Regions from separate parts of the Hordeum vulgare genome. Here region 2 is linked to region 1. The links are chromatin contacts, called in public Hi-C maps. All regions are on one chromosome and are shown on one strand. Each heading gives the region's core, a stretch centred on a gene start, on an enhancer-like site or on the middle of the called end of the contact. The rest is flanking DNA. Distances are from core to core; before and after follow the strand shown.

The links. A called contact is a pair of places that touch in the nucleus more often than the background predicts.
Region 2: a Hi-C map of leaf shows a contact between it and region 1, with 2.5 times the contacts expected there. The contact joins the promoter of LOC123406286 here to the promoter of LOC123403065 in region 1. A contact is called at or near these places in 2 of 6 Hi-C or Micro-C datasets (leaf and seedling) and 1 of 1 datasets of contacts at active chromatin or transcription factors (embryo).

The regions. Positions count from the first base shown.
Region 1 is chr6H:334,297,474-334,304,401 of MorexV3_pseudomolecules_assembly, forward strand. It overlaps LOC123403065 (ribosomal RNA small subunit methyltransferase nep-1-like), which reads right to left and starts at 5,109. Exons shown (of 7, transcript XM_045097037.1): 1 at 4,774-5,109; 2 at 4,355-4,447; 3 at 3,909-4,053; 4 at 3,620-3,730; 5 at 3,460-3,542; 6 at 3,300-3,357; 7 at 2,407-2,693. The coding sequence starts at 5,043. The coding sequence ends at 2,614.
Region 2 is chr6H:334,621,818-334,627,938 of MorexV3_pseudomolecules_assembly, forward strand. It overlaps LOC123406286, which reads left to right and starts at 1,431. Exons shown (of 10, transcript XM_045099774.1): 1 at 1,431-2,428; 2 at 3,293-3,401; 3 at 3,597-3,789; 4 at 4,100-4,236; 5 at 4,711-4,999; 6 at 5,111-5,217; 7 at 5,302-5,446; 8 at 5,753-5,951; 9 at 6,035-6,121. The coding sequence starts at 2,335.

The sequences.
Region 1 (6,928 bases), core at 3,859-6,358:
AGGTTGAGGAACAACTTCCGTTCGAGGCAAAGATCCCCGAACAAGCCACTCAAAGGGTGACCGTTCATAGTGACAAGCAACAATAAATTTCAGCACGTACCGAAAATATTTCCTTACCAATTTCCACTTACCAAAGACGCTTCACTCCCGGCAACAGCGCCAGAAAAGAGTATTGATGGCCCATGAGTATAGGTGATCAATCTAGTCCTTTCGATAAGTAAAAATGTCGAACCCAACGAAGAGCAGAAGTAATGATAAGCAGTTTTCACCAAGGTATTCTCTCCAAGTACTATAAGCAACAGTGATAAATAATTTTGTAACAAGATAATTCATAACAAGTAACAATATTAACAAGTGTGCAACAAGGTAACCCTGTCTTTTTAATAGCAAAGGACGGGCCTGAAAGTACTCTTATATAAAGCAAACGCTCCCGAGGACATATGGGAATTTCTGTCTAGTCATGTTCATCATGTTGAGTTGATTCACGTTCGCTACTTTGGTAATTTCATATGTGGGTGGACCAATGCTTAGGTGTTGTTCTTACTTGAACAAACAACCAACTTATGATTACCCTCCCTCGCAAGCATCCGCAACTACGAAAGAAGAATTAATATAAATCTAACCATGGCATTAAACGTGTGGATCCAAATCAGCCCCTTATGAAGCAACGCATAAACTGGGGTTTAAGCTTCCTTCACTCTCGCAACCCGTCGTCTACACGTTACTCCATAATGACTTCTCTTAGGCCCATAACACGATGAAGTGTCACGTAGTCGACGTTCACATGACACCACTAAGAGAAGTAACAACATACATATCATCAAAATATCAAACGAATACCAACTTCAGATGATTACTTATAACAAGACTTCTCTCATGTCCTCGGAAATTATAGTAACTACTCACACCTCATCAACATGTTCAAGATGAGAGGTATATTAATAATGATTAAAGATCCGAACATAATATCTTCCACCAAGTAATCCAACAAGCATATAAGATGTAATTAACATAACTAATAACCCACATGTACCAATCTGAGGTTTTGAGACAAAGATTGAATACAAGAGATGAATTAGGGTTTGAGATGAGATGGTACTCGTGAAGATGTTGATGAAGATTGATTCTCCCACAAAAAAGGAAGCATTGGTGATGACGATGGCTAGCATGTGTAAGTGTGTTTGGCTGGTGTCCTTGGCTTCCCTGCAATCTCCTTTTGTTAGTCCATAAAAAAGTACTCACCCGGGACTTCATCCATCAACAACCAATAAAAAATGCAGTGAACATCCCCATGCATGGGTGAGGCTAACTACTTGCTTGGCTCTCTAGCCAGGCTAATTACTTCTCAGGCTACCACTCCCTTCGTTCCTAAATACCCCCCCCCCCCCCCCTTGTTCCTAAATACCCTTTTCGTTACTACCCGGGAGTATAAGACATTTTAGAGATTTTATTAGAGATTACATGTGGAGCGAAATAAATGAATCATTCTAAAACCTAAATACCCCCCCCCCCTTCGTTCCTAAATACCCCCTTCGTTACTACCCGGGAGTATAAGACATTTTAGAGATTTTATTAGAGATTACATGCGGAGCGAAATAAATGAATCATTCTAAAATATGGCTATATACATTCGTATGTAGTTCATAATGAAATCTATAAAATATCTTATATTTAGGAACGGATGGGAGTACATGGCAGGCTACTTTAGGCTTTTCCAGGCAGCAACCAAACGAATCTCAGGCAACTTTCAGGGATGCTTCAGGCCAGCTAAGAATAACGAGGACGCAAACCAAACTAGCCCTATATACAACTACATTGAGCAAATGCCTACTCGAACATAACACAATGCACATAAGGCTGGTCGTAATGGAAGTATCATAAATAGTATCATGCATGCCAACTAGGCATATTTGATGATGTGACATGAAATTAAATGAAAAAAAAGAGGATTGAGTATCATATTATGATACCGTATCATATTAAATGTTGTGCTACTATGTGTCATGCATGGCAATAAATGAACTGTTTTATGATACTAGCACATGATACTACGCATTACGGATGTAGTATCATATGTATGATACTAATATATGATACTCCCCATTACAACCAGGCTAATCAACAAGTCTCTGCCTGGATGAGCGGTGTCCGCAACAAAATCTTGGGGCTGCCTAACCGCACGAGCCAAATTTTTAGAAGATTAAGCTGCAACTTGGAACCACAATGAAATTTTAAAATTACTAAATTTCATAGAATCTCGGTAGAAAAACAGTGATAGAAAAAGAATGCATTTTCTCAACACGCCTCTGGCTGCGCAGCAGCGAACCAAACACACGCCCACGAGATTTTGGGCGTAAATGTGGCCCAGCTATGTTTAAACATCAGTTGAGGACGCTTCAAGCAAAGTAAATTTCACCAAAAATGACTTGACTGCAAGGACCATAAGCACTTGAAACATTCAATGTTAATACTTTTACAGCCACTGATTCATGTCTCCGACAAAACTAATACGGTAGACATATAAGACTTGAAAAGGCACAACAAGACTATTAGAGCTAATGGGTACATAAAAATCTGATCACAAAGCTGTAATATTCGTTTTCAATCTTCCCTTCACTGGATGCTCCATTTCTGCTCCAAGGCACTGCATATTCGATTCAGGCAACAGGCAGCACTGAGAGGGTAACCGCTAACTGCAAGAATAAGGTAATATGTCACTACAGGTCAAAGTAAAAGGGGGTACAATCAAGAAACTAGATGGTGCGGCGATAATACAACTTGAGGCAGAGAATAGCAATATAGATCTAGGCGATACTTGTGAACTCAAACCTAATTGATGGTTTCATGTTCATACAAAAGATGTCGGAAAGAGCTTGCCGCTGATGCTAAAACCACCAAGAATCAGAAGCGTATTTAATCCAAACCAGTAACTACTACTCCCTCTGACCCATAATATAAGTGTTTTTAACACTAGTGTAGTGTCAAAAACGCTCTTATATTATAGGACGGAGGGAGTATAAGTTACAACAAAGGTATCCCAAGCCCAACTTATTCGAGGCAGTTAATTATCGAAATAAAGGAAATCCAGGAATTGGATAGTTTCAGAAAATATGAAAGAGACTAAACCTCATTTAATAGTTAATACCAACAAGAATTTATCTAACACCCATTTGTAAACTCTCAAAAGATCAAAATAACTGAAAAACATACTGATTTAACAAACATATATAGTATCACCCTTATCAGAAGTTTAGGAAGTTCTCAGGACTAGAGTTCTTATTTCAAACAGGGTTACTTACTCTGTATGTAATCATCTGAGTATTCCTTGTCAACCTTTCCATGGGCCATGGCACCAACCTGGAATAATTATGTGCAGACAATATGAGATTATGCACAAGGAAGCAACAGATGATAGAAAACAAATTAGTACAAAATCAAAGCTTTTACAGTTCCACTCACCACAAACACAAGAGGTTCATCATCATTGGACTTAGCAACATAGTCACACAAATTAACTGCCTTCTCCGCACTATATGAAAGGCCTAATGACCAAAAACACATCAATTAGCATCCTTATCTGATCCAGATAGAAGTTCTACTAAATAGATAATTTTCTCACCAATCTTCCGTGTGCCAACAGGTAGATACTGGGTAACAGGATTTTTAATAACATTAAGGAGCTTCTCACGCTTCCCAACTGCCGTGATGCTCAGCTTTTGCAATAACTGTGCTGTGATGTTGTATAACTTGCAGGTCAGCATGGTTCATGAAATATTAGCACTGTACCGAAATACTTATAGTTGGGGAAACTTGTACTAGTTTCCCCCAGCTACAAGTACTTCGGTACAGAGGGAATAAATGACTTAAAAGGTGAAGAACATGCACTACTTCTATTATTTGGAACTTACACATCAAACCACAGAAACGCTTGAACGTCCGTGGCATGCGAACATGAGGCTTGATTTCAAACAACACTCCCTTTTCAGTCCTAACATAAACAGCTTGTAACCTGCCAGCCTTAGTTAGGGGGCTATCAAATATTGCTAGTAGTGCCTGCAAAAAATTTTGGGGCGAAATTCATAACTGTCATACATTGTAGCTATTCAGATACCCAAACAGGGTTCAACAACCAAAAGAGAGGAAACAAATGCTAGTATTCACGTTGACAAACAAATTAAGTTTGGTTCCCTTTGACTTACAACAGGAACTTATGGATGGATAATACTCCCTCTGTCCCAAAAATAAGTGACTCAACTTTGTACTAACTTTAGTACAAAGATGAGTCACTTAATTTGGGACGGAGGGAGTATTACAGTACCCGAAAGAAAATAATAATGACGAAAATTTAGAATACCTGGTGGATGATATCAGGCCTATAATCAGCTGGATTGCGATTCTGCTTCCTTAAATAATTAGCGTGATCATCCGAATTCAAGATTTGCATACCCTATAGAAACAGTTAAAAGAATCAGTAAAACTGACATAAAATAAGGGGCTTTTTGTTTAGGACGAGGTGTAGTCTCTTTAATCAGCAGATGTCTTGTAAGGAATATAGCTGCTCTGGTATAATTAGTTAACACTTGCTCTTTACTGCATCCTAGCAGGTAGCAGCCACTAATTTTCGACCATTGCTACCTAAAGTAGCACATGAATAAACCAGCTATTCGAAGAAATTTATCTAAAGCTGAATTCGACCGCCAAAGGAGAAACAATCGGTCACAGTCAGAAATAAATCACTGATTTATTGGTCCATAGTCCATAGAAGAAGCATACCTTGCCGACTTTGCCGACCTCGAGGCAGGCCCTCTCAAGTACGAAGATAGCGCCCGGCCGCCGCTTACTGTCCAGCGGGCGGGGCACGATGGGGATCCCATCCCCCACCTCCTCGGCAAAGGCCTCTGGCGCCGCCTCCCCCTCCGTCACCTCCTCATTTTCCTTGCCCTCTAGCTCCACCTCCTCGGCGTCGACCGGAGGGGCGCGCGAGGCTTCGCCGCCTTCCAGCTTCCGCTTCTTCTTCCCCTTGACTGCGTACGGCCGCCCCATGTCTTCTTCACGCTTCGCGACGGCTCGGGCTGCGGCCTGCGGGGCTTTGAGTCTAGGGTTTTTCTTCTTCTTTTTTTTCGAGTGGGTGGGGGTTCCTCTTATTATGTGGGCTCAAAAGGGACTGAGCAAAGCAATCGCACAACAACAAACAGAAGCCCATCAGCCACAACCAACCCAAACAGAGAGGCCCATAAACCACAACCAGCCCAACAGAGAAAGTTTGGATTCGTCACGCCCGGCCCAAATCCGAAGGGCTGACCATATGACACTGGAACGGACGGTGCCGACGCTCGCCGGAGGGGAGGTGGGGGCGGCTGCGGCATCTCACAGCACGGTGTGCCGCCGCCCTGGAGCTTGGCAATGGTGTTGGGATCATGGTGCGTCGGCCGGCCGGCCGGGCAGGTGCGGAGCAGTCGGCGGGTGTGACGGTCGGGCATAGCGCTAAGTCTGGCTGCATGCGTACGTAAGATAACCTTTTCTTGTAGTATCAAAATTGGACAGGACGTGATTGTCTCAAGCGCGACAAACTATGAGCCCCTATTTCTGAATTCATCGATTGTGTATTTATTTATTTTCACTCGGAACAAATGGTCCACTGCTAGGTTGGAGCATGTACAGCCGGATTTGGCAAATTTGACTTTTTATATGAATGTGTTCATGAACAATGTTAAAGGATCTTTTATATGGTTGTTGTACATCTATACATCTCAAATACAGAATCTCAAATTCATGAAATGCATGTGCATCGATTATACAACATGAATTGTCTGAATTCAACGGTTCGAAAGAAAGCAAAATAAATCATAATTTAATAATTTGGACATGCAAAAACTAAGAAGCAATGTCCGAGCGTGATGGATAGCTCACTGGCTGGCTGGATCATTTGCGGGACGACATCCATGCCTCCTGCTCCCAGGTCATCCTTGTCTCCTGCTCTTAGGGAATCCTTGCGTCATGCCCCGTATGTAGCTCATACATTTGTGATGCATGCTCCATCTGCATCCTTGTTACATGCTCCTCTACTATCACAGTCGCAGTCGTCGGCGTCGCCTCGTACTCCCTACGACGGTTGATTTCCTTCTTCTTCTTTGTCTCATCCTGGTCCAGTGGCACAATCCTTGTCGGTGGATGAAAGAATGGGGTGCGGGGTTCCGCGCGTGGCTGGGGGACAACTGCTCCTTCATGTCCTCTATTGATTCTTATGACGCCACAGTCGCTTCCCTCTCTCTATCGACGGCGTCGGTTCGATCAGGTGATGTTCTTCGGCTTGCACGACGAAGTCGAGGACGGGATGCCGATGGGCGAGGCGGACGCAGGCTTCGTCGCGGCGGTCGGGGAGGGGTGTCGGCCAGCCGAGTGTCTCATGCCTGTTTGAAAAGCCCATCTGAATCGCATTTTCATGACCGGACTGTTCGCTCGCACACTGACCGAGCGCACATTCATCTCTATGAACGAACGCACGCACTCACGCATACTTACCCTTATAAGAACCTCTGAATGACTGAGATGGCTGTTAGGGCATATTTCTCCCTAAGCGGTTTTAGTCATTGATGACAATGCATGTGCGGACTAATCGTGTGCATTGAGCATTTCAGATAATTCATATCTAGGCACAAGACGATTCGATGCCCCTCAGAATCTCTCGAAGACAGTTGTTTTCTACGTTTCTCTTTGGTGGTTTTGAGTCGTAGAAAAGTCGTACTATGAAGAGGGGGTTCGCATCGGAAAGGTTTGGGTGGAATCATCATGTACACACTTAGTGCACCGCCTTTTCTTTAGCTACAATGGAGCTCCATACTCATCTTTATTATGTATGCAAAAGGGCCAATGGTAGTACCGCTCTCAGAGCGGTAGTAATTTTTTACTACCGCTCCATGAGCGGTAC
Region 2 (6,121 bases), core at 181-2,680, 320 kb after region 1:
GCCTCTCACGTCCTTTAGCAGCGGGACTCCATCGACTAAATCATGCTGATGTAAAAAGAGAAAGTGATTATTACAGGGCAGTTATAGATTAGCCACTAAGAAAAAAGGCAATCACAAAAGGAAAAATAAGTTGGCATATTTGTCCATTGCTTAGCATAAAGGGAGCGCACAAGCAACCATGCATTTTCTATCACTTATAGATAGCTCGGTTCATGTCTAACACAAACCCATCGCCGACCCGACGCACCTTAAGGCAGATCTTGTTCCTTTGTATCTTGACTGATATGTTGCATAAAAGTGTTGTTTACCATCCATACTAATTAGATTTCAATCAAATTCACCATGCAACTAAGCATATACGATCTCTTATTGTCAGTATTTGGTTCTGCAAAAATAGGTTTAACATGTAAGATCAAGGCTGCTTCTCTGCACACAATTTCCTCGGCAAAGACACTAAAACTTTGCATCATTGAAATGGCGCAAGTGACTTGTTTCAGTTCGGGGTCTTGAAAAAAATCAAACCAACGTACCTCTCCCGGCAACAGCCAGCAATGGTAAACATGTACTGCTCGAGCCTGACCAACTTCCCTTGACCCCATTTACTGTCTGCTATCCATGGTGACAAAGGGAAAAAGCTTCCATCGTACTTAGGTGAGCATCCACGGTTAGGTTTCAAGGGGGATAAGACTCAACGTGGGTGGCCACACGGAGTGTGGATCCCAAGCGGCGGTGGGGAGGCGAGCCACTTCGCTGGGGCGTCCGCGGCCACGTTTCTCTTGCATGGGCGACACAGGGGAACGGTGGCTGCCATCACATTCAGCCTCCTCAACCTTGGGGGAGAGAGCGAGTGCTAAATCCGGCCTGTTGGAGCCTCTCTTTTTCGGATGAACTGATTGTTGGTCGCCGCGAAGGCGCCCTCTACCGCTGCGTGAACAGGAGCTTGTCGCCCAACGCCTCGGCCGGTCACCGAAGTCGCCACCGTCGGCGACCACGTCCCTCAGTTTCTCCTTCTCCTTTTCCTTTCTTCTTTTGTGTCCTCTCACGCTCACACCCTACTCCCTATCTTTCTTTGGATGAGGAGGGCGCCGCGGTCAGTGGAGGAAGCCGACAGATCCTTCGATGCCGAGCCCGGATTCGCCCGTCTTCCTCGTCGGCAGATACCGGCGGCCAGCGTACCCACCCAAATATGTCCCCCTTCCACCCTCCATCAACGCCCACGAGCGCAGCAAGGGTGGCCTCCCTTATGTGAGCACGTGCGCACGACGTCCGCCTTCTCGTCCTTCGTTTCAGGGAGGCCGCCATGGATGGCCAAACGCCCCTTGCGTCGACATGGACCTTCCCCCCCCCCCCCCCCCCCCCCTCCCCCCCCCTCCCCCTTCTCTGCCAGTGGATAAGGAGCACGGGCGGAATTATTACAAAACGCAGGGGTTAATTTGCAAAATCGAAACGTTTTTCTAAATCCACTCACATAGGGACTGCAGGTTGAATACATAAAACTGCAGGGACGTTTTTATAAACGTGCCGCAACGGGTTTTTCGACTGAAATAATAGCCGTTTTAGTATTAGAATAAAGATACAAGGACAAGAGCAAGTGTGATTCAAAGGGATAATCATCTCAATCCCGTAGTACAAACTTAGCAGCAATTAATTTGACATGATCCCTCGGCCCCTCCTGTCAGGTATCCCTCGTGTGTTTGCGCCAGAAGTACGCACGAATCTGTGTGACCATTCGTTGTCCCGTCCCTTTCGTCTTCATTCCCCCTTGCAACCTGCACCCCACCAGCAAACCGAGCTCCTTTCCTTTTCCAAATCTCCGTATTAAACTAACAATCTGAAACCCCTAGCCCCAAGAGCAAGAAACCTCTGCTCCTCCCAGCCAGTGGCTTAGCATCAGATTCCCTCTCTCAGCCTCAGGGCACAGCCAAAACAGCAGTGACAGCACAGGGCGGCTGCGAAGCCAGTCCCACTTTTTCTCGATTTATTGCTAGTTTTCTCGCTTCCCCTTTGGTGCTTGTTCTTGTTTAGTTAGTTAACCGCCCGTACCCACCGCCAATCCCCAGGCCGCCGCCTGCTCTTGCCAAACCCCAACCACCCGCAGCAGTCAGCAGGACCCGCTTTCTCCTGCCTATCTTTGTCTCTTCGGCCTTGGGATTGATTGCTAACGGTTCTTGAAAATTCTTCCTGGAAGCAAGCTCTGTTTTAGTTTTCTCATTCTTCTGCTGCCGTCTTGCCAAGTTCGTGGGGTTGGATAACGTTGCTTGCTCTTGCTCTCGAAGGGGAGGAACTTTCCTTCAGGAAGGGATTGAGCAGAGTCTTGGGTTGACCGGGCTTGTCATGGAGCCATTGACTGGGTTCCGGGCCTCTGTCTGGAGCTGCTTCAAGTTTTTGCCCTTCTTCTGTGGCCTTCTTCTCCTGGGGATCATCAAAGGTGATCACAACGCCTGCTCCTGTCTATATTAGTTCCCTTTGCTTCTCTTTGCTGTCCTAAGAAAGTACTATGGATTAGAATTGCATCAGATGATTATTTTCTACAGAACCATGTGATGAAAAATTTACACATCAGTACCTACTTGTCTATGTTTGATGCGTTTATTAGTTTAAAAATGCAGAATGACTGATTAAACAGGTATTTGTCTGAAGTATTTGGGCTTCATTCCATCATGTGGTTGCTTGCTTGTGTTGATCACCCTGTTATCTTGTATCAATAGGCTTTGCTCTTTTACTTTCTTGGAGCATTCCACAATTTCTCATTATAGAATCTACAAGTGAGTACTTTTTGTACAGATTCCATATGTGGGAGTACTTTTTGTTTCATCAGTGATGGAACTAACAGAGTTCATATTTTTAGAAAAGGAACAGAGTTCATATTAGCTGGGTGTAGGCACGTTCTCTGAAATGACACATCAGCTGGCTAGATTCACAGGTCTTCTGTAGACTGTAGTACTCCCTCTGTTCACACATATAAGAATTATTAGAGACTTGTGTGAGGGAGTATAAGATAATGAGTTTTCTTTCTTTTTTCTGAAAACGGTCATGAACATTTTGGATTTTGAGCCATTTTTGCTGCTTCAACCTTTGTATGTGCGATATAACTGACCACTACTGGTCATTGCAACTGAAAACTCAAGTGGTATCCAAGGAAAGATATGTAACTGTGGTATTGAAAGTAAATGACCGCAAGGGTGATCGAAATTTGTTACTTCCAGAAATCAGAGTTGCCATTTTGGTACTCATGTTTTGTTTCATAGTCTGATTTGCAGTCCTCTGTTCTTTTCTGATTTTGCCTATCCAGGTGTTCTGTTTGGCCCATGGGCCTGGTTTATTATGGCGATCGGAATATCTGCACTCGTTCTGGGATTATGGCCTATGCATGTGATTTGGACATACTACTGCATCATCAGGTAGCGTTCACAGTTTTGTACTCCCTCTGTACCTAAATAATTGTAGTTTGGGAGAACTAGACTAGTTCTTCCAAACTACAATTATTTAGGTACAGAGGGAGTACAAATCTATCTGAAAAGAAAATATCATGTGATGGCTCTATGTACATAGATATGCTGAGTTGCTGACCAGTGATCCCCTTTCTATGAAGGCAGAACCAAGCTGGTGGGACCTGTTGTGAAGCTGCTGCTTCTTATTTCTGTATCTGGGGTTTTAGTCATGTGGCTAATAGTTGGCGTCCTTGGAAGTGTACTTGCTGGGTTAGCATACGGCTTTCTAGCACCAGTAATGGCCACATTTGATGCACTCGGTGAAGGAAAAGAAAGGCCACTCGTTCATTGCTTTGTGGTATATTCATGATTTTATTTTTATAATGCTACTTTGAAATTATGCTGTTTATGCACTTCTCAAACTTTGAAGTGTCAAAATCCATGTTGGGGACAACAATTAATCCAATGATATGTTGATTATTTTACGCAAGTTAGTGCTGTTGGGTTATTGTTCAAAATCAATTTATTATGCTTGTAATTTTGTATCTATTAACAAAATATTGTACAATAAACTCATGCTCAAATTACAAAATTGGACGGTCAAAATATTTCCGACATAAAAAACAAGGGAGTGCTTGTTTTACATGAGTAGCTAAATTGAAATGCAGGATGGAACATGGAGCACTATCACAGGAGGCTGTACAGTAGTCAGGGACATGAAAGACATGCTATTACATTCATATCTTGCATATATGGATGATCTACGGTTCCACGAACCTCCTGGCGGAAAACCATTTGAAATAAGGTTTGCTTGCTTCTTTTATTTTTAGCTATTTATCTACTACTCCCTCCGTCCCAAAATAACTGACAGTTATTTTGGGACGGAGGGAGTATCAAAGAAGGTTGCAAGTTTCTTTGTGCTAGCTTTTCCATCTGATACTTGGACAAAACTCCATGAGTTACTAGGACTAACTCGAGTAGTGCAATCATATTATATACTATGTCATTGTAAACGTGGAATCATGGAACCTTCATATAGGATGCTAATAGCACTATATGTGTCACTGTAATTATTGTTATGTTCTTTTGTTATATGATGCATTTGTTTTTGCTATGGACAAGCATTTCAGGATTGCCATGAAGTTCGGAATAACTTATATGTGAAATTTTCCTTGTCAAATGAAATTCCACCATGCTATATTTAAATACCCTATGTATCTTATTTTTCTTGAAGAATTATGTTGAACAAATTCAAACAGTTAATTCTGCATTTTCCCAGAGTGCTTGATATTCCTGGCGCAGTACTCGCTGCTGCATGTGGACTCCTAATGGATGGGATAATGTTCACAGTAATTGCCTTGTACAAGTTCCCTGTGATGCTTTTCAAAGGATGGAAGCGGCTTATTGAAGATCTAGTTGGCAGAGAAGGACCTTTTCTTGAGACAGTGTGTGTGCCATTTGCTGGTCTGGCTATTCTTCTCTGGCCATTTGCTGTTTTAGGAGCCTTCCTAGCCTCCATGATCTCCAGTGTTCCTCTAGGCGCATATGCTGCCATTGTGGTTTATCAGGTATAAGTAGGAAACAAAAACATTTTTACTTCCAACGTCAAGCATTAGCTGCATTGCCGTATCAACGGTGAAGCCACGGAGCTTACTCCTGCAGTCTTGTTGATGTGCCAGGAATCATCGCTTTTCATGGGACTATCTTATGCAATATCATCAGTATCCATCTTCGATGAGTATACAAATGATGTACTTGACATGGCACCAGGATCTTGCTTTCCTAGGTACAAATGATGAATTCCATATTGTATTATTCTCCTTGCGTTGTCCCTTCTGAATAAATCGAGTAACAAGAAAATCATGCCTAGGTTTGTATACCGGAAGAATCAAGCTTCCGTGGAAAGTGGACCGCTCTCAAGGCCTGCCTCATTCAGGGATAAGCAAGATGGAAAGAAAGCCCCAGCACGGATTACATCATTTAAGAGTAGCTTTGATGAGTTCAATCCATTTAAGGTGAATTTTTCCTGGCTTTGACAGTTTTCTTTCCGCTGTGTTCACTTGTTGCTGCCGTTTGGTTGATACATACTCCCTCCGCAAACAAATATAAGATGTTTTATTTGGTGATCTAAAACATCTTATATTTGTTTACAGAGGAAGTACCTTCCATGTATTCTAATATGTTGTGAATGGTGCCCGTTTTAGACTTTTAAAGGTTACATTGTGCTAATTAATCTTGCCATTTCAAATTTATTTTGCAAGGCAGGCTACAATTCTATTGGCTTAAAATTGTGCAGTTTAACAATTCATAATGTTGTATAGTTGCTAGATCACCTATTCGAAGAGTGTCAGCACCGTGGCGAGGCTCTGGTTGCTGAAGGAGTGATAACACCGAAAGATATTGAAGAAACAAAGTCAGGCAAAGGCGGCAGCGGAGTACTTAATGTTGGTTTGCCAGCATATGTTATTCTCAATGCACTCCTACGATCTGCAAAGGCTGATTCTAATGGCCTGCTTCTGAGTGAGTAAAAATGGTCTTCTTCTCCATTCAAGATCAAGAGGCGTCGTTATGGCTTAGCTTGACTTGCCTTGTCAAATTTGCAGGAGATGGCTGTGAAATAACATCTGACAACAGGCCTAAGAATACACTATTTGATTGGTTCTTTGACCCTCTGATGGTCATCAAGGATC